Regions from separate parts of the Hordeum vulgare genome. Here regions 1 and 2 are each linked to region 3. A link is a contact called in public Hi-C data. All regions are on one chromosome and are shown on one strand. Each heading gives the region's core, a stretch centred on a gene start, on an enhancer-like site or on the middle of the called end of the contact. The rest is flanking DNA. Distances are from core to core; before and after follow the strand shown.

Region 1 (4,920 bases), core at 712-3,211, 430 kb after region 3:
TTGACGTGGATGTGGATCCATACGGGTGGGGTGGCTGGCCGGGCGGTCGGATAGGCACGTAGCTAGCTCTTGGCTTTCCGAGGCCATGGGCCATGGCCGGCAATGTACGTACTCGAGCTACACAGTGCTCTTCCAAGGACCGATCGTGTTGCCTTATGGGCGAGATCGCGACCGCTCGGCCCTCCCCTGCTCGGACGTACTACTCCCTCCTACTACGACCTCATAACAGGATTGCAGTTAATGGTTATTGAGCCGAGCAGCTAGTAGCGATGATCAAGCTAGGTAGCGTGCAGCTAACAAAGGACGCGCACTATCATTAACTCTGTCAACTAGTAGGAGTACGTACGAAATGCCTGTGGCTGTGGGAGCAGTCGGTTTTTACTTGATGCATGCATGCCTTGTTATTGCGCTTGATGCCGTCCTGCATCTGCATGTGCATGGCGATAGCGGGGGGTGGTGCTGGTAGTCCTGTGTACGTAACGTAGGGCCGATACGGTGTGTGTGTGGCCTGGCGGGCGCGGCGGTGGGCAGATCGCAGAGGTACAGCAGTGCTGCCTCTGGTCACGCTATTCCCGTTGGGACGTTAATGCGTGCGGTGCGGTGCGGACACGGCCGCGCGCAGCAGCGGTGGCAGGTGCACTGGCCTGGCCTGTGTTCCATCCTTGGGTGGTGGTTGCATGGATGCTTGGTCCAGCCCGCCCGCCCACCAGCCCTGGCTGGTCAGACTCACACCGTGCCAACGAGGACGGGCCGACGGTGCCGGTCGGTACGAGCACGAGACTTCAAGGCATGGGAGCAAGGACAAACAGACGGACTGCGCCACACGCGAGATAGACGAGACGTAAATGTGGCCAGGCCACCGGCGCTGGTGCTTCGTGAGCCTGGACTGGATTCATGCATGGCAATGGCATTGCCATTGGGTCCGGGACTAATTACTGGTGGCCGTATCGGTTTCAAACACCGTGATTCACGCATCCAACTCCGGTTTGGATCCGGTTGTGCGGGAGCATCACGGTCACGCACTTGACGTTTCGGGGGGCGTATTCAAAACCTGTGACCGTCGGGGCGTGAATAATAATGCGGCCCGGCATTCAATGGCACGCCACGACGGTAGGTTGTGTGTGGGTGGGGGCGTCTGCACCACCCTGCACCTTAATTCTCGCATCTGCGTGGCCTGTGCCGTTGAAACTCGCCCGCATCTGAAAATACTCCACATTTATTTGGCGCCTACGCTAGTCCACTTCGTTACCAGGATTGAAAAAGTACTCCAGTTTGATAAACATTTCTTTCAGGTGAGCTCGCATAAAATTCTAGCTTTTTTTAGGTTTTTTTTTTTTGGCGTCAATGACACATCCCCGTACCTGCTTGACGGACCACACGCTACATGTACATCCGCTTTAATAGAAAATCACAGTCGTACTTTTCCTTTTCCTGAAACGGACCTATAGGAGTAGTAGAGTAAGTCACTGTAGCCATAAATATACATGTATATAAGGCCGTATCGTAATTTGCAAAGGCAGCAGAGCCATCGGAAAATGAGGGGGAAAGGAAAGGAAAACGTCAAACCGCCGAGAGGAGAGGAGTGGCGAACCTTTATCATCATCATGCAACCCCCACCACGGCGCATCTCAAATCACTCTCCATCCATCTCCACGACGAATCAATGGGCACACCACACCACGGCAGTCAGGCAACAAGAAACGGAGCAGGAAAGAGGAAAAGCATTCCACACCGTAAACGATAGTAGGCATTATTATTAAAGGCAGGCGCGGAAAAGATAGGGAGATATCGCATCGCATCCGTCCAACCCAACCCATCCGCATCCGCATCCGCTTTGGTTCCCCGTCAAAATAAACAAGAGGCAGACAGCTTTTGTCCCCTTGCAGGCGAGGCGCCCCACACACCCAACCCAACGTGTCTTCCCCGCACCCACGCCGTATATATAACCTCCCCCCCTACCCATCTCTCTCTCCCGTTCCATCCCAAGTTCCCAACCGCAACACCCAGCCGTTTCCGCTCCCCCCACCTCACCCACGCATCGTCGTCCTCCTCCTTGGCGACACCTTGCCTTCTCCGCCCCGCCCTCTCCTCTCCTCTCTCCCACACAAGATACACACCGGTGGTCCGGTGGTACCAATGGCTGTGCAGGCGCGGTTCCTCTCCCACGCCTTCCCCCACGACCTCAACGCCTACAGGTCCATGGACGCCGCCGCCTCCCAGTCCCAGTTCCTCGACGACCACGCCGGCTGCGCGCCAGCGGTGGCGTGTATCGGGAATAGCACGGTGCTCAGCGACCTCCCGCGAAGCGAGCTCACATGCAACGACAACTACGGTTTCGTGCCCAGGAAGCGGCCGCGCGTGATGGCTGGAGACGAGCCGGCGGGGCTCGACGACCTCGCCCGCCAGCGCCTCGTTCTGCAGCAGGCGGCGGCGATGCACGGCCTCGTGCTGCCTTGCGACGCGCAGAGCAGGGCCGTCTGCTCCGGCGCGGCGTCCACCAGCGGGAGGATGGCCAATGCCGCCGGCCTCAACACGCTGCTCTACAACCAGGGCGTCGAGATGGACGCGCTCATACGGCTCGAGGTATGCCCCTTCCCCTCGTTTCTACGCGATTGGAATCGGGTATCAAATTGGTTTGCTCGAGAACGGTGTCTCACTTCCTTGTGCATCTTCGTTGTGCAGACGGAGAGAATCCGGTCGGGGCTCGAGGAGTCGCGCCGGCGGCACGCCAGGGCGGTGTTGGCTACCGTGGAGCGCGCCGCGGCGGGGCGGCTGCATGCCGTAGAGGCCGAGCTGGAGCGCGCGCGCTACCGCAACGGCGAGCTGGAGGAGAGGCTCCGGCAGATGACCGCAGAGGGGCAGGCGTGGCTCGGCGTCGCCAAGAGCCACGAGGCCGTCGCCGCCGGCCTGCGCGCCACGCTGGACCAGCTGCTGCAGCCCCCTTGCGCCGTCGCCGGTGCTGTCGAGGGCGATGCCGACGACGCGCAGTCCTGCTGCTTCGAGACCCCAGCGGGTGACAACGCTGACGACGCGGCGGCTCCGTCGTGCAAGGCCTGCGGCCAGCGGGACGCCTGTGTTCTGCTGCTCCCGTGCCGGCACCTGTCCCTGTGCGGTGCGTGCGAGCCCTCCGTGGACACCTGCCCCGTCTGCGCGGCCACCAAGAACGCGTCGCTCCATGTCCTCCTTTCTTGACCATCCAACACCAAGCCATGCGGCAACTTGGGCCGACGGTGGGCGTAGCGTACGTCTCGCGGTCGAGCACGTCGTCGTCGTTGTCGTGTTCTCCAATATTTGTTTTTGTTTTTGCTGCATGTGGGCTTGGGCAGTGTTGCACAAGTGTCACGTGATCAGGCTATGCGAGTCCAAATGCTGGAGTTTGCATGTAGATCCTAGACTTTTTTAAATTATTTTTAGGTAGATTGTTCATGTTCGGAACTAACCTTGTGTTGCTGGTTAATCTTCGAGTTAAAAGAGGTTTCGTCCTTGGGAAAAAAATGTTTACTAGACCAGTGTACTCTGCTTTCGCAAGCAACTGATAATTGTTACTGCGTATAATATGGCACCAAAACCGTGTTGTATCCGTGCGATTGCTCCATGCGTGTGGAAAGATGCTGCATGCTCGCTCGTAATATTTTACTGCCACGCTTGCTCCTGTCAAAAGATGCTTACATGTTTTGAGTACTTCTCGCCGGATCGTAGTGCTGCTTGAGCTGAGCACCATCAATATTTTCGTGCCCGTCGATCTTGACCAGTCTAAAGATGGAGTACGTACAACTGTGCCCACGCACGCCTGTCGATCCGCACGCATCGCATCCGTCTTGGGCCGTACGGGGGGCGAGTTGTCATGTGCCCGGCCAGTCCCACTGTCGGTTTGCCCACAGCGCATAAATTGGGCATGCAGGTACAGATTTGGATTGTCTGCACAGATTTGACCCGTCCGGCGCGTGAAACCGTGAAAGTGTATCGAACGTTTCGCTTACGGCACGGCAGGGGTACGTCAACGTCCTTTGTGTTTTCGCCCAAGGAACGCCCGCACTTCAGCTGGTGCTTAATTGCTCTCAATCGTTTCTAGGTGTGGTGTGGTGATGGCAAACTCGGCGAAATTCACAAGGTAGGAGCTGGGGTACGTCGTTTTGTGGGTGAAACGCTACGCTACCCGGCTCAAGTACTGCTCCCTCCGTTCCAAAATATAAGAACTTTTAGGTATTTTACTAAAAGACTACATACGGAGCAAAATGAATGAATATATACTCTAAAATATGTCTACGTACATCCATCCGTATGTAGTTTATAGTACAATCTTAAAAAGGTCTTATATTCACGAACGGAGGGAGTATAATCTGACGGAGAGCAAAATTGGCGGGGAAGGAACGTAGCAAAAGGGACAAAGGCGAGGAGAGAGAGCAAAGCGACGGTGGTGCGCGCGTCTCGATACGGCTACCTTGGGTGGTAGTAGTAGGCCTGCACTGCGCTGCATAGATGCATGATTCGTTTCGTGCGTGCATGCAGCAGTCGGGGACATGCATGCATGGGAGGGAGGGTGGTGGCGCGTGAAACGGCCGGCACCACAGCACTACTAGCTACGGCACAGCAGAGAGTACGGCAAAGATAAGCCTACTTTGAATATTTTTAAGCCATCATCCGTGGCCACTTTGGTACCGACCCCCAGTAATTTACTGCGCTTTTTTGCTCCGCCTACGCCTAGGCTACGCACTGGCCTTTTCGGACAGGTCGAACCGTGTGACAGGGGGCACTGTTGCCCGTGTGGGAAAAGGAAGCGGGCGGTCCGAGGACGTGTTTTTAAAGCCGCAGTTGGCAGTCCAGTCCACCACCATGGGCTTTGCTGTTTGCTTTTCCATCTTTGCACTGCATCCTCTTGTGAAGCGTGACATAGCAAAGCAACAGGAGCAAGAAACCGAC
Region 2 (4,474 bases), core at 1,789-4,288, 350 kb after region 3:
GACCTGGACGGCTTCGCGCTCTACCACGTGTTTCTGGATGACTACGGCCTCGGGGAAGAGGATGTGGTGGACATCGACGGAGAGCTTGTGTTCGAGGACGAGCTCGCCACACAAGCCGCTGGGGTGCAACCCAGGCAAAAGAGCAGACGGACGAAGGCATACGCGGCGACCGAGGACAAGCTCATTTGTGATTGTTGGAGGGACATTGGGCAAGATCACATGGTCGACGCCGATGAAAAGACATCAACCTTTTGGATTCATGTCCGTGAGTTTCACAAACGCAAGAAGTTTCCGCCGTACCAAATGCAAAGCATGCGCGGGTGGGTGTGCATTTTGAAGCGATGGAAGGTGATCCAACAAGAATGCAACAAGTTTTGTGCCACTTATGAGAGTATCAAGGCACGCCCCGTCAGCGGCATCGGCATACAAGACATGGTATGCATGCATACCCCCTCGTTGTTTACATGTTCATTTGTTAATATGCGTGCGTGTAATTCATTTACAAGCATTCCAAGCTTTAGAGACATTCAAGGTCCAACCTCAAGGCAAGTCCTTCAACCTTTCTCATTGTTGGAGGATCATCAAAGATGATGAAAAGATCAAGCTCCAATATGCCGCCCTCACAGCGCAGAGAGGCAAGGAAGACGAGGAGGAGGTTGGGGAGGGTGAGAAGCCACGGCGGCGGTGAAAGACCAACTCCAAAAAGGAGGACAAGCGGGGTGCGGCGTCGATCGCCTTGATCGCAACCGTGGAAGGCATGATGACCAAAAAGGATTTAAGGGAGGAGAAGCCTCGGCAAGACAAGGAAGAGCAAACGAATGCCTTCATGGAGATTCAAAGGAGGAGGCTTGAGATGGAGGTGAAGAAGCAAACTAGGATGCTTGAGATGGAGGTGAAGAAGCACGCCAAGATGCTAGAGATCAAGGTCGCCAATGTCAAGACCAAGACGAAAGAAGTGGCTCTCGCTAGCATGATAACGGGGGTGGAAATCATGAAGGTTGATCTCAACATCGTGTCGTCAAGGAAGAGGCCGTGGTTGGAGAAGATGCACGCCGACATGCTCAAGTTCGATGACGAGTGATCTATGGCATCAAGCGCCATCCTTTTTTTATGTCAGCAAGTGTGTTGGCATGATCACGGCCATGATGGCGTGGTCAAAGTCCCGTTCCTTTTTGTGTACTCGCATGTGTGTCGTCCGGTGGCAAGTGGGCGAGCATAAACTGTTTTGTGAAGCTCACATTGTATGCGGGCTGCACGCATGATACCGACATGAACTTTGGACGACGACATGATCGCTAGCTTGATCTATTTTTCAAATATGTGCGCGCACATAAATGGGTGGCTAGCGTTGGACACACTACCTACCCAAATTTTAAACTAAACAAATGGCGAACGGACGACCGACCTAAACGGACAAAAACGGTTAAAAACACCGTCCGTATAGGTCAGCGCGTTAGAATTGCTTTTAACAGAAACTATGAAAAGGATGTTTCCGTATTATTATTATCTTTTTTTCGCAATTATCAAGCGAGTAAAAAGAATCCACTCACTTGCCCGTGATAGTTCAAATTCGGCAGGTAGGTGCCAAAATTCTCCATCTATCGTGGGCAGGGATGCGCTGGCCCAAGATCGGCTGCCATGAAAGCCTGCAAGTGGTGGGGGCACCAGGCGGTTGCCACACAGCCGGTTGCTCCCCCCCCCCCCCCCCCCCCCCCCCCCTCTCTCTCTCTCTATTGATGTCTTTTGGGTAGGATAATCCGTACATTGCACGTCACTTTTGAAGATGCAGATCACAGTACGCCATGCATGCTGCCTGCAAATTTCTGCATCTGCGCACAGTACTGTCCTCTGTTGTTATTGCAGTACCCCTGTCGGTCACCCCCACAGGCACAGCCACAGCCACAGCTTTTCTCCCTCAATCTTTGATGACCCACGCCTGAATTGGCAGATCCACGCGAGATGCATGCACTGCACTGATGTTTGCGCCTTCTTTGCGGGTTCCCTTTCCTTTTCCTTTGGTGGAGGTAGCAGTGCACCGTGCTCGTGTCTCTGTCCACCTATAGCTCTACTACCACACAGTGGCCGAGATTTGTCTAGCTTTTCACCTTTTTCCGTGACTGTCAAAGGCCTTGCAGCGTGCAGCAGGCCCAGGATTGTTGGGAACATTGAGCCTTGGGCAGACCATGCACCAGAAGGGCCCAGTACTAGTGTAATTGTGAATATGGTACTAAAATACCATTCCTACTTGTACCACTACCAGCAGTGGTAGTAGCAGGCAGCAGTGGCCGCAGGAAGGAAGAGATTGCAGTGCATGCATGCTCTGCTGTCATGCACCTCGCCCTGCCCTGCAGCAGTGGCCCTCGAGAGCGCCCGCTGGCCTACGAATGGCTTCTCTCCTTTGCACCATGATGCATGCATGTACCGTTGACGTGTGGGCTTGGCGCGCTGCTTGCTTGGAAGGAGTTGCTCGGTGACCTGTGAGCAATGGATGCAACCTTCGTCCCGTTCATTTGTGCAGAGCCTGCGTGTGGTCATAAGACGTACCAATCAGGCACGCATCGAGATTTTCATTTGCCACACATGCCGACGCACTGTATCATGAGGGAGGCACGCATGTGATGGATCATTGGTGGACGGATGTTACAGGCATGGACATCTACGGACCGAAGCGTGAAAGGTGGCAACAGCACCGGGTCAAGGGACAGCGGAATCCGAGCGCGGGCACGCGGAGCTAGGGGTCGAGGCACCGAGCTGTCAGTGTCAAAGTCCCAAAAGACGCACGCAACTCCGCGACGCGAGGATGCTTGCTCGCTCGGAAGGAGAGAAAGGGAGACACTGGCTGGGCACATGCTCGCACGGGACGCGTCTGTGGTGTGGTCTCGGACGGGCGGGAGGGGCTGCCGTGTCGGACAAAAGATTGCAGCTGCCTGCTCGACCAGGGCATGTAGTAAAAGCCATCGCACGCACACTGCCCACCACTACTACGCTCTGGTGGTGCCTTGCCCGGGTGGGTTTGGCACGGCGAACCACGTCGTCTCTGTGTCTGTGGCGCTGTTCCTTACCTACCGGAGCGAGTGGAGATCATCATCAGACGAGGGAAGTAGTAGGGTGGCGCTTTGCCCGGCAGGCGCAAAACCATACTGATCCGATGGGTCATCGCATGTGCCACCTCAATCACCGCTCTCCTCTGACGCGTCCACGTGGTTTGGGTAAAACATCGGCTGTTGGAGTACGTCACCACTGTGCTGCTACAGCTACTACGAGAGTGGCCGCTGGTTTGAGAGGAGGACAAATTTGCACAAAGAACGTGTTTGGTTGCCTTCAAAATTGTAAGGTAAATAGAAGGGTTGTCAACGAATATTGCTTTTGGCTCCCGAACTCACTGGAGACCTTTAAATTCAAACTTCAAATTCAGTAAAAATTTGTATTTTATTGTTTCAAAAAATTCTGAAAAAAAATACATAGATAGATGAAGGTATAATACACAAGTGTGTAAATTTTCAGAACAAAATACGTTGAAATGAGGGCTGTGCAAAAAAGACAAATCTAAGATTGTTTAACACATGTTACTATTCATCAGTTCAGATCATGAATTTGTCATTTTTGTACAGATCACGTTTTAAAGTATTTTGACCTGAAATTTCACACACAGGTGGGTTACGTCCTTATATACATGCATATTTATTTTCAGAATTTATTTTCGGAACCATAAAAATTTGAATTTGAATTTTTCAAAAATAAAGGCCTCCATGAAGCTCGGCCTCCAAAACACCATTCTCGGTTGTCAAACCCTTCTACTCGTTACTTACACTATTAAATACTGATAGATATAAAATATAAATATGAAAAATAAATAATAAAAAATAAATGATATTAACATTTTTGTAATTTTAGCAATATAACTTGAGTAGATCTGAAGCCTATATTTTTTTATAGAGGCTTTTTTCAAAAGTAGATGTAGACAAATTATTGTTGAGCCATTTACAGAATAGCATATAGTTATGATATTTTATTCAAGACAATGATCGTGTATCTTGACATTACGTTCATAAACAAATAGATCGACTCGTATCTGCATCTACTACTATTATTTAACTCATCAACCGTTGTTCAGCATGTATCTAGAATATTAAGTATAAAATATAATAAAGCTTCGAACAAGATAACATGGTATAGACAAAGTAAATTCAAGCCATATAAATAAGCCCCATCATTTTATCCTTAATGATAGCAATGCAAATACGTGTCATGTTTTTTTGTCATTCGGATTGAGCAAGGCAAGATTCAACCCATCACAATGCACTACTCTTATTAAAGATAAATCTATCTACTTGGGCAGACCAAACAAATAGATTGGAGAAATACGAAGCTATAACAATCATGCATAAAATAATTCAGAGAGGACTCAATTAATATTCATGAATAATCTAATTGTAAATCCATAATTATCATATCTTAATAAACACACCGTAAA
Region 3 (5,022 bases), core at 2,040-4,539:
CCAAAAAAGAAAGAGAATAATGATGCAGATGGCCTGCATGATTGGTATGTACCACTTGGACTCTTACTGTAACAAAGGACCTAGAAGAGTACTAATAGAGTCTGGGCATGATTGGGTTATGACAACACTACGCAACGAAACGACCTGTTCCAACATGTTTAGAATGCACAGACCAGTGTTTGAGAAATTGCATAGTGTGCTTGTTGATTCCTATGGTCTGAAGTCCACTAAAAGAATGTCATCAGTTGAGTCTCTAGGCCTGTTTCTGTGGATAGTAGGTTCCCCTCAATCTGTAAGACAAGCAGAAAACAGATTTGTTAGGTCATTGGAGACAATTGTAAGGAAGTTTGATAAGGTTTTGGCATGTCTGATCAAGCTTGCAAAAGACATCATCAGGCCAATAGATCGTCAATTCGGGACTGTGCATTTAAAATTAAGATCTAGGAAGTATGCACCGTTTATGGATAATTGCATTGCTGCAATAGATGGTACACACATACAAGTTGTGGTACCAGTTGCCACTGCTGCCCAGCATAGGAATAGACATAAGGAGAAGAGTCAGAATGTGATGTGTGTGTGGGACTTTGATATGAGATTCACATTTGTCCTAGCTGGTTGGCCAGGATTAGTGCATGACATGAGGGTCTTCAATGATGCCCGATCCAGATTTGGTGACAAGTTTCCAAAACCTCCACCTAATAAGTTCTATCTTGTGGACTCAGGGTACCCAAATAGACCGGGTTATCTTTCACCATACAAGGGTTTAACCTATCATTTCCAGGAGTACCGTGATGGCACAATGCCTAGAGGAAAAAACGAACACTTCAATTTCACCCATTCTTCACTTAGAAATGTCATCGAGAGGTGTTTTGGAGTCCTGAAGAACAAGTGGAGGATTTTGTTTCACTTGCCTAGTTATCCACAACAGAAACAAAGCAAAATAATTGTGGCTTGCATTGCACTGCACAATTTTATTAGACAAAGTCAACTCGCCGATATAGATTTCGACTTGTGTGATCAAGATGAAAATTATGTACCATTGTCTATGCCAACGACTACAACAAATGATTCAACAAATGGGATGGACAGTGGTGCTATGAATCAATTCAGAGCTTGGGTCGCTGATGGGTTGTGGTCCTTGAAACAACAATGATATGAAGAAGTGTTCTTCGCTTATGTAATTTCTGTGTTAATTCGTTTATATGAACAAGTGTTATGAACAATTGTTATTTCGGTTGTCACTATTCTGCAATTCATTTGTATGAACAAGGGTTATGTGAACAAGTGTATTTTATTAGGTGCAACATGGACTTATAAGTAAGTCCCGGTAAACAAACAGGTAGGGACTCGGGACTTATAAGTCCCTGTAAACAAAGAGGCAGAGACTTATAACTTATAAGTTAGGACTTAAAAAAGTCCTAGGACTTATGAAACAAACAGGGCCTAAGAGGTGTGAAATGACAGAGCCCTTATGAACTTTCTGAGGCGAGTAATACGGAGTGCTCGCTTTGTTAGAGTTTAGAAGACATTCACGTGCACCTAGATCGTCATTTGAACTTATATAAAATATATTATTTAACATACAAATTATATCATTAGAAAATATAGAACATCTAAAGTTTCTAATGATATATTTTTTTATATTATATGACTCTTATTAAATTGATCAAAATCACGACCTAAATACATGTGACGGATTCACGACGTCATATTGATAGTTTGACAGGGGTTAGTCTTTGCGCATCCCGGATTAAGCATTGTCATCAACATGACAACATACTCCTGTCTTAAAATAAACCTCTCAACTTTATACTAGCTTTAGTATAAAATTGTATTAACGTTAAGACACTTATCTTAAAAGTGGCGAAGTAATCAAAATGTTCAATTTGTCATGTTCTTCCAAGCGACGATGCTGGTTATCAAAATCCTAAACAAAATACACCCTAACCCTACTTGGAAAACCACAACGCTAAAATCAAACTATGGCGCTCTATCTGAAATTGCATTCGGTTCGTGCCATCCATGTCCGAAAGTAAGTAACATGGGCAAGTTGATCGAGCCAGCTGAGGCCAGCTGACTTCCCTATCGCAAGCCGTTTCGGAGAAGGCCCCGTTGCTTCGACGCGCGCAAGCTTGAATCACGAGAGCAGGACATGCAGCGACGCGTTCTTGGCGGTCGCGCACAAAGGGCAAGTGTCGACGGCGGCGTCGCACGCGCTGCAGAGGCACAGGTGCCTGCACGGCAGCAGCAACACGCACGACTCGCCCTCGCCGCAAGCCCTGCACGCCACCGCCGACGCCTTGGATCCTGCGGCGTGGTCGCCGGCGGGGGTCTCGAAACAGCAGGACCGCGCGTCCTCGGCGTCGCCCTCTCCATCCGCTCCGGCGGAGTTGACGGCAGCGCAAGGCGATTGCAGGACCTGGTCGAGTGTAGCTTGGAGGCCGGCGGCGACTGCTTCGTGGCTCTTGGCGACGCGTATCCACGCCTGACCCTCGGCGCAAATCTGGCTGAGCCTCTCTGACAGTTTGGCGTTGCGGCAGCGCGCCAGCTCCAGTGCGGCCTCCGCGGCCCGCAGCCGCCTCCCTGCAGCACGCTCCGCCGCCGATACCAGCGCCCTGACGTGCTGCCGTCGCGCCTCCTCCAGCCCCGCGCGCATGCGGTCGGTCTGCACAACGTCCATCAGAATCAGGCACCAAGAATCAAAACGCCGCGCGATCAAACCAAGAACTAGCTAGAGTTCCCATGAACAAAATCGTACGTAGTACGTACCTCGAGTCGTAGGACTGCATCGATCTCCATGCCCTGGCGGTACATCTGAGAGAGCAGGTCCTGCGGCGGGCCGGCGGCATTGATCATCCTCCCGCTGGTGGACGCCGCGTCGGAGCCCACCGCCCTGGTCAGCACATCACCGACGGCGACGGGCACAAGCCCCTGCCCGCGCTGATCTTCCAAGTATGAAGGCGCCTCCGGGACGACGCGCGGCCGCTTCCTCTGCGCAAAACCGTGGGCGCGGGCGCTGTCGTGCCAGGTGAGATCGACGCGCGGAACGTTGGCGAACACCGTGTTCCCAACACCCTCCAACTCCGGCCCGCGCTTGAGGTTCTCGGGAAAGAGGAGGGAGCCGGCCGTCAGGTCATCCTCCAGAGCACTAATGCTGTTGTAGGCGTGGAGGTCGTGGGGGAAGGCGTGGGAGAGATGTTGCGCCTGCACGGCCATGGCCAACTACTACGGCGTGCGAAGAGAGAGAGGACAGGGAAACGGATGGGGAGACGGTCGTGGGCTTGGAGGGAGGGAGGGAGGTTTTATATACGCGTCCGCGTTTGCGGTTGGGGAAAGAGGCATGAGTTGAAGCGGCAGGGCACTCTGGTGGGAGGACACGTGACGCCACTGCACCTGCACGTTGGGCAACTGACCCGCGAAATAATGGATGGACGATCCATCCATGCAGACGCAGATGGAGGACGGGGCCGTCCGTCCCAAAGATGAAGACCACCTAGAGAGACGGTGGAGTAATTTGTTTGCGGTCAAAAGTCCAAACAGATTGCGTGATGCGATCCCAACGTACGGCTGCTGCTAAAAAAGAAAAGATCCCAGGGGAGACGCGCAAATCAAAGCTCGCGGGGCCGGATAACAGCTGAATTCAATAAATGGGGGCAGGTTGGCGGTGGCATCAGGCTAGCTACACATCCTGTGGAAACGCCAAGCGAGTGATCAAGAATTCAAGACGCGCCCTGCAGAACCGGATCTAGATAGCAGCCTGGTCCTGGTCCTGCTGATCACGGAAAGAGCGCAGGGTAGTGGTGGTCGCCCTCGTGCATCTCTGACGGAGCGCTGCCCCTGCCCTGCCCTGCCCTGCCCTGATTGATCTGGGTCCAGGCGACGGGGCACGTACTCTACTGGACTAGTTAATGTTGAGCACCAATCAAGCAGGCAGGCACATGCAAACAAGGAGCTTATTTGGCTTGGCACACACATGACACATCGCCAAACCAGCTAATCGAGCGGCGTCGGCAGCCACGATCCACAGTACCACTGCCAGAGTGGTAGCAGCACTCCAACCTGCCAGTCAGCCAGGGCCGGCCACGGGCCGCTCGTGGCGGCCATGAAAGCTGGAAGTAACAGCCACCCGCCCGTAAAGGCGCCGCACCGACCGACCATTCTGCGGGACGCACCTGCATGCACGGCACCTCCGGTGCTGCCGCGGCACGGAGCACCACCAACAGCAAGGGTCCATATATACGTACTCCTACTACTACAGTAGGCTTGATCGCGTCTCACGCCGGCCACGACGCTTGTGGGCCAGTTTCCCAACTCACCAGCCACCCTCCCTCTCTCTCTCTCTCCCCTCCGGCACCAAACCGGTACTGTTGGGAATCATGCAGACGGTGCTGCCACGCCGGTGACGATGATTATAACGCGATACTAGCATAGTACAGTGCACGACTCTACACCCTCAGACTGTGCGCGCTATAGCGTAGTACTGGGCGCTGGGCACATCGACATCGAGATCTCCCGTACGTCCCCGTGCATGCACACCTAGCCAGTTTATTAGAGCATCTATAATCCGGACTATTTGTACGTTTCTTCAACCCGAGGCCAAATTCACAGTTTTTATCTTTTTTTGAAGTTCATCAGGATCTGACTCCGGTTGGAAAAGAAATCGGATCTGACCATTTTGCTATCGTCAGAGCCCACAACCTACCACTAAGGCCTCTGACGGTAAAATTGCACGCCTAGGGTAAAAAATGGCTAACTTGCGGGTTGAGTGCGCGCGAGTGTCTACAGCCGGACCCCTTGACGGTAGGGTCACAGCGCTACCGCCAGACACCCTGACGGTAAGCCGTTTTCCTACCGCCAGGGACCTCGGCGATAGGTTGTTATACTATACCGTCAAGGTATCCGGCGTTAGCAAAAGGGTCAGTTTCAAAAAAAATCAAACCAAGGTCAAATCCGGCTTAACTTTCGCAAAAAGGTCAAAACAGTAAAACTTGTCCCAACCCGAACCCCTCATACCTTTTTCGT

What was found. Hi-C and Micro-C count contacts between places; a contact is called where the count stands out from the background.
Region 1: a contact with region 3 is called in a Hi-C map of seedling, with 4 times the contacts expected there. The contact joins the promoter of LOC123426602 here to the promoter of LOC123426603 in region 3. A contact is called at or near these places in 2 of 6 Hi-C or Micro-C datasets (leaf and seedling) and 1 of 1 datasets of contacts at active chromatin or transcription factors (embryo).
Region 2: a Hi-C map of leaf shows a contact between it and region 3, with 7 times the contacts expected there. The contact joins the enhancer-like site here to the promoter of LOC123426603 in region 3. A contact is called at or near these places in 2 of 6 Hi-C or Micro-C datasets (both in leaf) and 1 of 1 datasets of contacts at active chromatin or transcription factors (embryo).

Annotation. Positions count from the first base shown.
Region 1 is chr2H:450,511,639-450,516,558 of MorexV3_pseudomolecules_assembly, reverse strand. It overlaps LOC123426602 (probable BOI-related E3 ubiquitin-protein ligase 2), which reads left to right and starts at 1,961. Exons shown (of 2, transcript XM_045110465.1): 1 at 1,961-2,583; 2 at 2,683-3,652. The coding sequence starts at 2,137. The coding sequence ends at 3,192.
Region 2 is chr2H:450,596,770-450,601,243 of MorexV3_pseudomolecules_assembly, reverse strand. No RefSeq gene overlaps it. Among protein-coding and RNA genes, the nearest start is that of LOC123426602, 84 kb to the right of the region's middle. Within about 2 kb of position 3,038, at least 3 of the 3 cell types and tissues checked have open chromatin away from gene starts, as enhancers often do. A contact at or near this core is called in leaf, where this site is marked.
Region 3 is chr2H:450,943,431-450,948,452 of MorexV3_pseudomolecules_assembly, reverse strand. It overlaps LOC123426603 (probable BOI-related E3 ubiquitin-protein ligase 3), which reads right to left and starts at 3,289. Exons shown (of 2, transcript XM_045110466.1): 1 at 2,770-3,289; 2 at 1,855-2,665. The coding sequence starts at 3,216. The coding sequence ends at 2,138.